2 separate regions of the Mus musculus genome follow, and region 1 is linked to region 2. Evidence: chromatin contacts called from public Hi-C data. All regions are on one chromosome and are shown on one strand. The core of a region is the stretch at or near the end of the contact, and the rest is flanking DNA. Distances in the headings are between cores, read along the strand shown.

Region 1 (5,863 bases), core at 1,911-4,410, 52 kb before region 2:
GCTTAGCCTAGATCCCACCCTGTACCTGTTACCTGTCCATCTTAATCTCGTCCTGGTGCCTGCTTCTTCATCCCTGTGCAGCTGGCCTCTGGCTTTTGGTTCTCAACTAACTACTCTTTCAGCCTGAAAAGTTCCAACTTACCTCTCCAGCCTAGCTATACTGCCAAAATCTCATAATAAATATAAGTTTCTGTGTCCTTATTCAGAGCCAAGGGTGGGTATAGATAGTTATAGTAACTGTCTCCATTGCTCTGAATGCACCGGAGAGCTTTCTGATGCCTGAAAGCACAGTTGGTGTCCTGGTGTGCCTTTGCTTATGTTTCCCTACCCGCCTTGGTGGTATTTTGTTTATCTTTTAAGCCCTGAGTATCCCTGTAGACACCTGTCTAGGGTAACTTTCCCTGATCCTACAGCACTCTACTGGCCCCTCTTTTGTAGCATACTCCTCCTGTAGTTGCTCTTGTTGGCCCCATCCTTCTGCTTCTCCTCCCCTGGGCCAGGTGCAGCACCACTGGCAGGCACTTCCGGAGTAGAAACTGGAGCTTATCTCTGAATCCAGAGCTCAGCCCTATATTTGGCTCTGGAAATGTGCATTGAGTGATGATATGAATATTGCAGTATGGGCAGCCTGTGTGCAAAAGAAAAGATGTCAACTATAGGTCAGGTTCTTTAAACCTTTTTAAAATTAGGCAAATTAGTCCCTTGATGAATGGTTGATTGTGACTTGTGGTTTTGTGAAAGGAGTTTCTCACAATAATGAACAAACTGGAGAGCATGGATATCCATCAAGACAGATGTAGACCTTAGGCTGGCAAAGAGCTGGAGGCTGCCCTTGTGCTCTTGTGCCATACCATCCTGCAGTTCTCCAACTGTAGAGGGGACAGTTACAGGTTCATGGAGAGGCAGTGGTGGTTGTAGTGGATGGGTAGGCTGGGATTTGTTTTCCAGTAGGGCACAGAAATGTTTTGGCAGACAGTACCTTCATGGTGCTACAGTGACAGACCCGATCCTGGGCATGGCTCGATGAGCAGTCCAAGAACTAAGTCTTAGCCAATTTTTTTTTTTTTTTTTTTGATTTGGACCAAAGTTCATGGAACTGTTGAGGTGCACAGGACCTGTAAAAAGGTAGCATGTTTTGAAACTAAACAGTTTAGGTCAGGTAATGTCCTGGCTAATTTTATATTAACATGATACAGGCTCGAGTCATTTGAAAGGAAGGAACCTGAATTGAGAAAATGCCTCCGTAAGATCGAGCTGTAGGATATTTTCTTAAAATTATTGATGGAGGAGGTCCCAGCCAGTTCTGGGTGGTACTATCCCTGGGTTGCTGGTCCTAGATTCTATAAAAAAGCAGGCTGAGCAGCCTTGGGAGCGAGCCAGTAAGAAGCACCCCTCCATGGCCTCTCCATTACCTCCTGCATCCAGGTCCCTGCCCTATTTCAATAAGGAACTACAAGTGTAATCCACAAGGAAGTGTAAGCCAATTAAACCCTTTCCTCCCCAACTTGCTTTTTTGGTCATGGTGCTTCATTGCAACAGTAGAAATCCAAACAAGATAGTTTAGAGAAGAGATCTTCACTGATTTACATCATGTGCTTATTAAACTTTGCTTTTGGAATAGCATCGTAGTCCTGTGTAGTTCATTGATCAGGATGTTTATGATCTTATGAAAATTGAATATTTTAATATTTGATTAATTAATTTATTTTGTGCTGAGTAATATCTGTCCCTCGTATAACCATGGGTACCAGGACATTGTATGGACATGTGGCAGTATCCACATCTTGGCAATTTTTAAAATATTGTGCACAATGCTGAAATATTTGGCAAAGGACATAATTCTGTTGTGCAGGACTAATTGCAAATTGCGGATAAGGAATTGTAAATTACACTTGAGAGTTATACGTTTTTGGGTGTCAATTTAAGAACTCCTGGCTGTTATAGCCTTACTGTCTCTTCTCTATTCCCTTAAGAAAAGTTTGCTTTTCAAATGGTTGTTCTTTCCTTGTAGAAAATGTGGATTTCTTCTGCTATGCCCTTGGCCATTTCATGTTGATTTAGGATTTATCCTCTGCCCATTTTTACAAAGAGCTCAGGGCTATGGTAGTGTTTCTGTTCCTGCTAAGCATGTGTGATCCCGAGAATTAATGCTTAGGTGATCAGGGAACTGAAGAAGAGGGTGTGAAGTTCTCTGGCTATATGTGACTTGCCACAGGCGTGATTTCTAACTTTGTTGTTGACCTGGTTGGGATATGCGGCTGCATTTTGTGAGTATTAAAATAGATGTCTTTGTTGCAGGGTTGTGACACAGCTGCTGAAATGGGCCCCATCCATCTACCGGGTCACCAAATTGCCCTGATTAGCAGGAAATGATGCATTAAGCCTTCTCTTTACTGGTCTGCTGTCTCTTCAGATTGCGGTCTGCACTGGACATGTGTTTTCTTGAAGTCATTCTGAAACCCATGGCAGAAAGTGCCCCTCCCCTTGTTGGGTTCATGATGTCAGTCATGCTACTTTAGATCTCTGGCCTTTGTCAAGTCACCAGATCTCTCTAAAATGTGCCTTCCTAGTCTTTGAGGCAGATTCTAATCTGTCCTTCTCAGAGGATTAGAGATAATAAAGACATGCTTGTAAGTTTGCTCTGGGTTGAATGCTCCGGAATATAGCGTAGAATAGTTTGAGTTCAGCAGCTATGAAGAGTGACTTGGATTGGGAACAAACTGAAGGTTCTCATAGGTACCATGTGGACGGCTGTGGGAAACCTGAGGGACTGCCATTGACTTGAGGACAAAAGACTTGGACTTAGTGTAGACACCGCCATTCCTAAATGGGTGTGAGATGTCTCTGTCTAAATCTTAGAATGCTCAAGAGACAGTTGTGCTGGTTTAATAAGGGCTCAGGGCCTTGCTCACAGAGGAGCAGTGTCTGCCTGTGGACTGCTGTTATGTTTCTAGCACATTCTGATAGTGGTGAGTGGGTGATCTGTGCACTGTGGAGGATGCACTGCAGAGCCACACATGAAGGTGTGTGCCAGGCGCAGTGCCAAGTGTCTGTGCTGAGAGACCTCCTGTTGAGCTGTTCCGTGATTGGAGATGCTGTTGGGGAGGGTGCCTCACTGCCCACCATCCCCAGGCAGCCTAGCTCTCTTCTGTGCCAAGGAAATCTACTGGCTGTCAGCTCTGCTGAGGGAGCCAAATGACTTCATTCTAATGGGGCATGAGCCAGCGCAGGGGAATAGGTGATTGATGAAATGGGACGCAAATGGCTCCGAAGAGTTCATTTATTTAACATGGGTGAGCAATTTGCTTCTAGGAAGACGTTGACTCACTCTGACTTCCATTATGCAAAATATCCACAGGAATCTCTGCTCTTAAGATTCATATCAGTCCCTGTGTTCCCCTCTTACCTATTTAATCATCAGTTCAGCGAGTGTTTATGGCAGGATTTGATTTGTGCCAGACACCAGGCCTGGTTTAGGATAACTGCTATATGCATTGCTCAGACTGAACAGGTGGTTGGCACGAAAGCTCTGGGTGAAAGTGAATGGGTGCTTCAGGACCAGAGGAGGGCATCTTTCTTGGCTAGAGAAGACTCCTTTTGAGATTGAGCTAGAGAAGAGCCTATGAAGTGCACTGGAGTGTCACTGGAGAGTGATAAGCAGTGTCTCTCCATCTCTGGGGTCTCTGAGGGACTTTGAGACATGGGGAGGATTGTCTGAGATCCCAGAGATGGAAGGCAGAGAAAAAGAATGAAGACAGAAGCTAAGGAGTGTGGTGGGCTGCCAGGAAAAAGAGGAGGGGAGAGCTGGCTTGCAAATTGGGGCCTTGACATGCCAGTCCTTGTGGCTTAGAGCCTGTACTACTGAAATTCTCTACACTAGAATTCCATTTTTTGCTCTATTTTTTAACCCTTGGTTAACTTTAACATCACATACAAGTCCATATCCTAACTGCTGATTATCAGTGAAGTGGACTGGCTCACTTACAACTGAGCAGGTGGATATAGAACTCCGTATATTACAACTGAGCAGGTGGATATAGAACTCCGTATATTATAACTGAGCAGGGGGATATAGAACTCCATATATTATAACTGAGCAGGTGGATATAGAACTCCATATATTACAACTGTCCAGGGTTTTTATCAAGTGTGCAGCACAGCTCCAGAGCATGGTACATAGGGCGACACCCAGTGTCCACCCCATGCCAGGCACCACGCATTGATTAATTCACTTACGTCTTTTAACCTCCTGAGACAGGTATGGATGTGCTGAGGAGCCCATGTCCTACCTCATGATTCTGACGTTGATCACCTTCCCTGTGTCTTCATTTCTAGAATTGGAGGAAGGGTGTCATCTCTACACACAGTTGTATTTAGAGTCAATGGGAGACTACTTATAGAGTATTTATCATAACCAGCCTATGAAGTCGGCATAGCTAGTAATGGGAAAGGCAGAAATGGTGTACTGTGAGACAAGATACCCTGACTACATCAAAGACTTGGTGGCTTTCCTTGTCTTGATGTCCTTTCCAGTGCTTGTGTGCAGGCAAGCTCTGAGAGAACCCCATGGGGCCCTGTTGAATGCAGAAGCATTTAGGAATACTGGGGCCAGTGGCCTGCAGTGAGATTTCCAGTTGGATATCTACCTGGTGATTAGCATCCTTGCTGGACTTGGAAGAGCAGCACTGTTCTCTTTGGTCCTAGGGTGCTTAGCCTTTTGCCCACTGTGTTTCTTTGGCAGCCCAGTGTAAGCCAAAAGACCCATATCCTGGAAAATAAAAGGGTTAAAGGCACAGACGTTACACGTGCATTGGCTTAGGAAGTGAACCAATGTATTGAAACTCAGTTATCAAAGTATAAAAAATTTTCTAGATAAATGATATCTTTAATTGATATATACAAATAATAAAATTTAACAGTGAGGATAGTGACAGCAGCTTTGAAGTAGTAAGAAGAATAAGTGTTCTGAAATCTCTTTGGCACTTACAAATAGCCGATTTTAGCTGGCCGTGTATAGATCTAGCCTTAGTGCTCATGTGGCAACTGCAATAGAAAGATGGTAGTTTCGGTTGGAGGTTAGCGAACAGAAGGTGCAGCTGTGCTCTCTGGGCATATTTGTGTGTGCACCCTCTATGTGTTAGTGAGGTTGAGAAGACTGTGAGCAGCAGCCTTCACTTTTCCAGGGACGGGATATTTCCCTAGCATTCATGGAGCTACCATAGCAGGAATGAGCATAGACTCCTCAGTGCCACCTAAGTCTCGGGCTGAGTCACAGTTCATCGGCTGCCTCAGCAATGCTTTGCACAGAGGTCTGATTTGGAATCCCATCTTGAGATTTTCAGGCTTGATTCTTTAGTCCCATGACCCTGGCCATTTGAACTGTGCAGAACGGTTACCATGCTCTTCATGCGGGCCTGCTTGCTGTGTGTTTGGTAATGTGGTTTGGTTGGTGCATCTTTTGTGGAAGTATCATAGTGGCGATGCTTTGTTCATAAGTCTCTCTTGTTTTATGCTACAAAGTCCATGTGTCTAGTTACTAGCTATGCTGGCTTTGATATATTCACAAAGACTGTTTTCAGGTTCTTGACTATCCAGTTGCTCTTTTTTTTTTCTGTGTACTAGAGAAGAGTTTAGGGGCGGTGTCTGTAAATTGCCTAATATTCAGAGACTCACCCTCCAGGTTTAGCACCCTTTCATGTCTGTTGCCTGAATTGTTTATTACCATGATGGTTGCCAAATGGATAGGCTTTCTGACCCCATCATTCTTCCCATAAGTATTAATAAACCATTTTACTATAAAACAAAGCCTTTTTCTCATGTATTTGTTTGTATCAGTTTTGGACTTTGTAATATAATTATTTTG
Region 2 (5,962 bases), core at 3,260-5,759:
CGACACTGGCCTGGCGTAGGCCTTTGAACCTCAAAGTCCTCTCCCAGTGACACACTTCCTCCAACACATCCACACCTCTTAATCCTTATAATGCTCTCAAATAGTACTACTTCCTTTTGGCTAAGTATTCAAATATTTGGTCCTCTGGGGGCCATTCTGATTCAAACCACCATTCTTGGTTTTGTTAGGACTTGGCTTTATGAGTGACATGTGGTTCTCATGACCAAGTACTTTTGGTCAGATGTGTTAATGGTAAATTGAGGCTAAACCCTCAGATCTGTGTGCTTTGCAGGTTAGGAACCTGGCCTTAATCAAAGCAGTAAGTTTCCTAGAGACACAGGGCACTTGGTAATGCCAGATTTAACTGTTCTTTTGCCTCCACTCACAGAGAACCGATAGTTCACCTTGGTCCCTGTATGTACAGTTTAATTCCAGGATAAACACAGGGTAGTTCCCCCATCTGATAGCCATTAGTGGTTTTCCTAGAGACCTGTCATAGACTGGCTTCCTGGCATTTGTTCCCTAAGAGCCCTGAGGATCAGGGTATAGGAGCACTGGCCTATATGCAGCTTGATAAAGGCTGTTCTCTCTGGACCATGCGGTCTAAATAAGCTCACTTTCACTTACTAGTGCAGAAGGAAGTGGGTGTCAGACAGATAAAACTGGATTGACCAAGCCCATAATGCTTTGTTGTGTTTTCTTCAGCTGGTCCTGGCCCTGGCCTTGGCCAGGGAGGTGAGGGGAAAGTTGCCTCTGGCACCAGCTCCTCTCCCTCTTCAGCTGGCTGCTCAATGTCTTCGCTCTCAGCCAGAATCTGACAAACATCCCGCTTGTTGTTTCCTCTGGAGGTAGGAACATTCAGAGCTAGCAGATGGCACGTGTAGAACCTCACTTTCTTCGAGGTACAAAGGCCACAGGAACCTCACTGCAGCTTCCTCCCTATGCAGGGAAGAAAAAGAGGCACAGAGACTGATATTTCTTGGATTCCATGGTAGGAGTCTGGCTCTTGCATTATGATCTGGATTTACAATAAAGTAATTGGCATGTAAAGTAGGTGTATGGCAAAGGTTGTCAAACATTTAAATATAGACCTTAAAAAGTAATACCAAGCATGTTTCCTGTGGAATGATAGCTAGGCAGACACTACCCTGATTGTATCATTTGTGTAGCCGTGCATGGGCAGTCTCCGAGTTTCTGTGCCTGGACCCTTTAGAAATGTGGGTTTTTTTTTTTATATAGCAACAGGACTCTTTGCAACCTTTCCCTTTGCTCAGTGATTGATAACACACATTAAGCTTTAGTGGCTGCAGAACATTTTCTATATAAATGTCCCTTGCCTTATTTGATGATTCCCAAGGGATGGACGCTTAGGTTGTGTCCATTTGGGGACCGTTGTAAAGAACACTGACTTGGAATCTCAGTGCATCCTTGCTATTTCTGTCACAGCATTCGGTTGGCAGAATCTAAGCCGCAGGGTAGGGTAGGTAGTAATGCGCTTTCTTGACACTTGCTAAGGGCAGAGCTGGAAACTTAGGGTCCCATGAGGGGTCTGGACTGGGAAGATGCTGTGGAGCATTCACTTTCCTAGAGTGAAGGTCTGTAGCGTTTAGATCTTCCACAGACTCAGACACGGAGTAGATCTGTAGCTGGAGTTGCAGTCGGGTTTCCCAGCATAGCCCATCATGGTGTCTTCAGAGACACGCTGGTATGAGGAATGCAGTAATTGAGCAGAGTGCTAGAATTGCTGCAGAGACAATTCCGAGATAGCCCTTCAGTGAACTCGGTATGGCTGTCAAGGTTTAGCCTCTTAAATAGAAGCCAGTCACTAAGGATCCTTTGCCTTGACACTTTTCCTCATTCCTTCTCAAGACTTTCCCTGGTGTGATGGAAAAACCAGTGCAGGGATGTGGAAGGTGGCGTTCACTGTATGTTTGCTGTATTCTCAGCACAGGAGGAACTATACATGTGAGGAGCATGAGAGGTCACACAGGAGATGGCAGAGTCCGAATTGGAGGTTTTCTTTCACAGCCGGTTCAGACCACTTCGATATCTGTGTCCCTGTCTCATTCGAGTCAGGCTGGATGTGGAGACCAAAGGTTCCTGTCACGTTTCCCGTTCTCTGACTGCTCAGACCAGTGCCTTTCTACCCAGGCTGTACTCACTCTCTATAGAAATTGTATCGCTCCTCTCAAAGCTCTCTCTGTTCACCCCATAGAAGAGAGAGCTTGTTCCTGTACTTCACTCTGGGTTATCTGCAACTCACACATGTCAGTCTGACTTTGTGGTATAGGCTATCAGAGGGAAGCTAGAGTGGCCTTTGGAGTCAGATATTGGAGTTAATACCCTGGTTTATGGGTCATTCGACTTCAAAGGTCATATGTCTTCTATGGAAGTAGCAGCACCTACCTTAGCAGAGTTGTTTGTAAGGATTAAGTGAGCTTATTTTAAGTGTCTCGTGTTGCCCTTGGAAACATACAGCATTTGGGAAGTGACAGCAAGCATTGCAAGAGGTACCTGGTCTGTCTGTAACTTGATATTGCCATGGTTGGTATCCATGAGAGGTCTGCCCTTTTCTGAAGAGAAATCGAGGAAGAGAGGATTGGGAGGTAGGGTAGAGGGGAGATCCATGAAGGGAAGGACTGGGAGAAGAGGGAAAACTTCAGACAAAAGGGAGGAAGGGAAGGAGGGAGGGGAGGGGAGGGGAGGGGAGGGGAGGGGAGAGGAGGAGAGGGGAGGGGAGGGGAGGGGAGGGGAGAGGAGAGGAGGGATGGATGATAACAGTGTCCCAGGCTGTTAAACAAAGGGTCTGACTCCTGTCACCATGGAATCACCTCCTCTGTATAGAATGGTTTTTGCTTCAGAGATGAAGCCCAGATGCCTGGCATGGTAGCACAGGTTTATCATCCCAAGCAGGGCTGAGGAAGAAGATTGTGGGTGTATGGCTGGCTTGGGATACATAGAAGATTTTTGCCTTAAAAGCAAACAAATGAACCTTGGGGCGGAGGGGAGAGGCACAAAGCTCCCTCCATCCCCCACCTCTAATTTCCCCTCTGGCTGATACTGGACTGTGTTTGCCTTCACCGCTACCACACTGTCCCTCATCCCCACACCCTGTAACTGTCTCCTTGGAGGTGAGCTCACCGAGGACAGACCGGACAGCTCTGCATCCACCCTTCTATCCTCGGTGTGTGCCAGGCTCCTGAGAGGAGCCGTGGTCGAAAGGAGAGAAGAAGAATGGCCTGGAGTTGGAGACACCAGGAACTTGGGTTTGAGTACGGGGATCATGTCGAGTCGTGGTGAGAAATTGTGTGCCAAAAGAGGCTTCTGAAGAGCAGCAAGCGACAGTCTGGTTAGCCATTCACAAGTCACATTCTCACTGTGGTCTTCTTGTTTGTCACCCAAGAAAGGGAAAGCTGGGTTTTTTTTTTTTTTTTTTTTTTTTTTTTGATGTCTGTTTTAAAACATGATACTCCCTCACTGCATGAGCTCACAGTTCTTAGGTTTGCCAGAGAGCTGGAAACAGTGCTTTCATGCTGTGCATCCCAAGCTCCTGCCATAGCTGACAGATGGTCTCCTGCCACCTATGTGGAGGCAGTTTCCACCAAGAAACTCAGTTTATCAGTGGTTACGATCCCCTCATGAATCCCCAAATGACGGCCATTTGTCACTTCACTTTAAAAGGACCCTATTGTGATAGAGGAATGGATGGATGTAATACAAGCTACTCAAAAGATCTTTTATTTAACAGTGAGAGAGCTCACTCTGTTGGTGGCACTGAGACACTTGCTTCTGTGGGCATGAGTCCAGATCTTTGATGGTTTTAAGATGTACTCATGATTGGGAGGCTCAGGATGCTTACAGCTATCCCAGACCAAAGACATCTGCTATGTGCCTGAAGGAAATGACTCTCAGTGTACAGTGATCCCCATGGAGCAGGCTGCCATCTTGTGTTTGCTTGGCGGTACTTATGTAGCTTCTAGCTGGTGGCAAGGCTTGGCTGGTGGCCTGTCTTGAGGTCTGAGGTTGGAGGCTTTTCATCAGCTGAAGGCTGGTGAGCAGCCCCAGTGCCAACTAGGCTGTTCCTTCAGAAGATAGGTGCCTGACCCATTAGGGACCATCCTTCACTCTGGGGCTTTGAGATCTGGCTTAGTCACTATGACTTCCTCCTTTTGACGAGTTGTACAGAAGTCACACATAGACACGCACTAGAGACGTGAGAGCATCTACCAGGCTGGTCGACAGCCAACCTCTGGAAGCCACAGAGTCTCCCTAGTATGGGAAAGATATGACCAAGAAAATCCAGGCATAGAGTGTTGACTGTACCTGCCATGACCCTGCTCGCTTCTGAGCTGTAGCCTGCAGTAAGGTGAGAATAGAGCGCAGAGCCTCGGGCTTGCCCTTCCTGCTGTAAAGTGGAAGCAAGTGTTGGTACTGTAGGATTATAGTGAACCCAAGGCGGAGAGTCCATTCTAAAGTCATTGTGCTCAGGGCTGCTGCCTCCACACTGGGTCCATGCGTCTTTTTTTCTGAGGGTAACAGTGCTGTACAGTAGCAGGTATGTGGTGACCTGCCGGGGTAGAGATGGAGCCTGCCTGCCACGCAGGCCCCCCTGTGAGAACTGTAAGCTGAATCCCGATGAGAAACAAACCCACTCGCTCTGGTGTTCTTTTTCCTTACCGGGGATGTTTTGGGACTTTTCCTTTGGGAGTTTAGAGCACTGTGGGGACAGTCTAATTATAGTCTCCTTTTTCAAGGCAACGAAAGAAGGGCTTTTTTATCTTCTTCTTTAGCCATGCATCAGTTTCTTCAAAGAGCTCATCCTGGTCTGCAATTTCCAGAGTTTTGAAGTATTTTTAAAATAAAGTTGTTAGTTGCTTTGAAATCTGGGCCTGTGCATCCTTTCAAACGATGACACGCAAGAACAGAGCACAGCGTCTTTCTCCCAACAGCATCCTGTGCTTTATTTTTGTTTTCTTTTGTTGTTTCTGTTAGTCATTTCCCCTGCTGTCGACAGTGGCCTTTTCAACTGCACTCAACTGCACTTTTCAATACTGCTTTCCCCACTAATCCCAGTTCTGAGCGTCTTTCCTAGGGAAATAATTTAAATGCAGATAAAGCCGTGTGCACAGATATATTTGTGTCATTTATTTACTAAAATGAAAATTTGGAGATGACCTAAATACCCACTAGGGAACTGCAAGATACAGTCCACGTGTTCCTGCCATAGAATGTTAGCATGATCTTCACAATGGAGGTCTCTAAAGCAAACTTAGTAGGAGAAATGCATATACTAAAATGGGTTGTGCAAAAATGAAGTCAGCATCATCTCTGCCCACATGCCTGGAGGAGAGAACAGAAGGCAGTTCAAGAGCGTGCCAGCTCGGGGGAGGGGCGGGAAGAGGAGGCTTTATAATTCTATTGCTCACTCCCCATGGTGAGCATATATTTTTCTAGTGCCACAGGATATTTGTGTTATGTTCTATGGTACTAGGGATGGAACCCAGAACTTCACCTGTGCTGTACCGTACCACTAACCTGTGCACCACTACAGTCGCTCTCTAGCCCTCCTATAAAAATTTTGTATCTGTGTATGTACCTGCTCATGTGTGTATACATGTGTTTGTGCAGGTGCGTGTGTGTGCGCGCGCGCGCGTGTGTGTGTGTGTATGTATGTGTAAGTGTAAGGTAGGGGCTGCTGGAGTAGAGGACAGAGGTTGATGTTACATGTCTTCCCTATCTTCCGTATCATTCAACTTGGAGATGACTGGTTTTTCTAGACTGCCTGTCCAAGAAGACGGCCTGGGGATCTTCTGTCTCCCTCTCTCCAGGGCTGGAATTCTAGACATAAGCTGCTGCATATATATATATATATGTATATATATATATATATGTATATATATATACATATATATATATATGCACACACACACACACATATACATACAAATATATATTAGTAGGT

What was found. Hi-C and Micro-C count contacts between places; a contact is called where the count stands out from the background.
Region 1: a contact with region 2 is called in a Hi-C map of cerebral cortex, with 2.9 times the contacts expected there. The contact joins two enhancer-like sites. A contact is called at or near these places in 1 of 39 promoter capture datasets (liver), 2 of 15 datasets of contacts at CTCF or cohesin (liver and pro-B cells), 46 of 484 Hi-C or Micro-C datasets (the AML12 cell line, B cells, ECoMG-derived neutrophils and 30 more), 6 of 115 datasets of contacts at active chromatin or transcription factors (CD8 T cells, astrocytes, embryonic stem cells and 2 more) and 4 of 9 other capture datasets (adipose tissue, embryonic stem cells, liver and 1 more).

The regions. Positions count from the first base shown.
Region 1 is chr4:70,308,983-70,314,845 of GRCm38.p6, reverse strand. All of the region lies in intron 14 of Cdk5rap2 (CDK5 regulatory subunit associated protein 2), which reads left to right. Among named protein-coding and RNA genes, the nearest start is that of Cdk5rap2, 99 kb to the left of the region's middle. Within about 2 kb of position 3,160, at least 59 of the 459 cell types and tissues checked have an H3K27ac peak or open chromatin away from gene starts, as enhancers often do. A contact at or near this core is called in brain, cerebellum, cerebral cortex and 3 more, where this site is marked.
Region 2 is chr4:70,257,823-70,263,784 of GRCm38.p6, reverse strand. The region is part of intron 25 of Cdk5rap2 (CDK5 regulatory subunit associated protein 2); the gene reads left to right. Among named protein-coding and RNA genes, the nearest start is that of Cdk5rap2, 150 kb to the left of the region's middle. Within about 2 kb of position 4,509, at least 41 of the 459 cell types and tissues checked have an H3K27ac peak or open chromatin away from gene starts, as enhancers often do. A contact at or near this core is called in brain, cerebellum, cerebral cortex and 3 more, where this site is marked.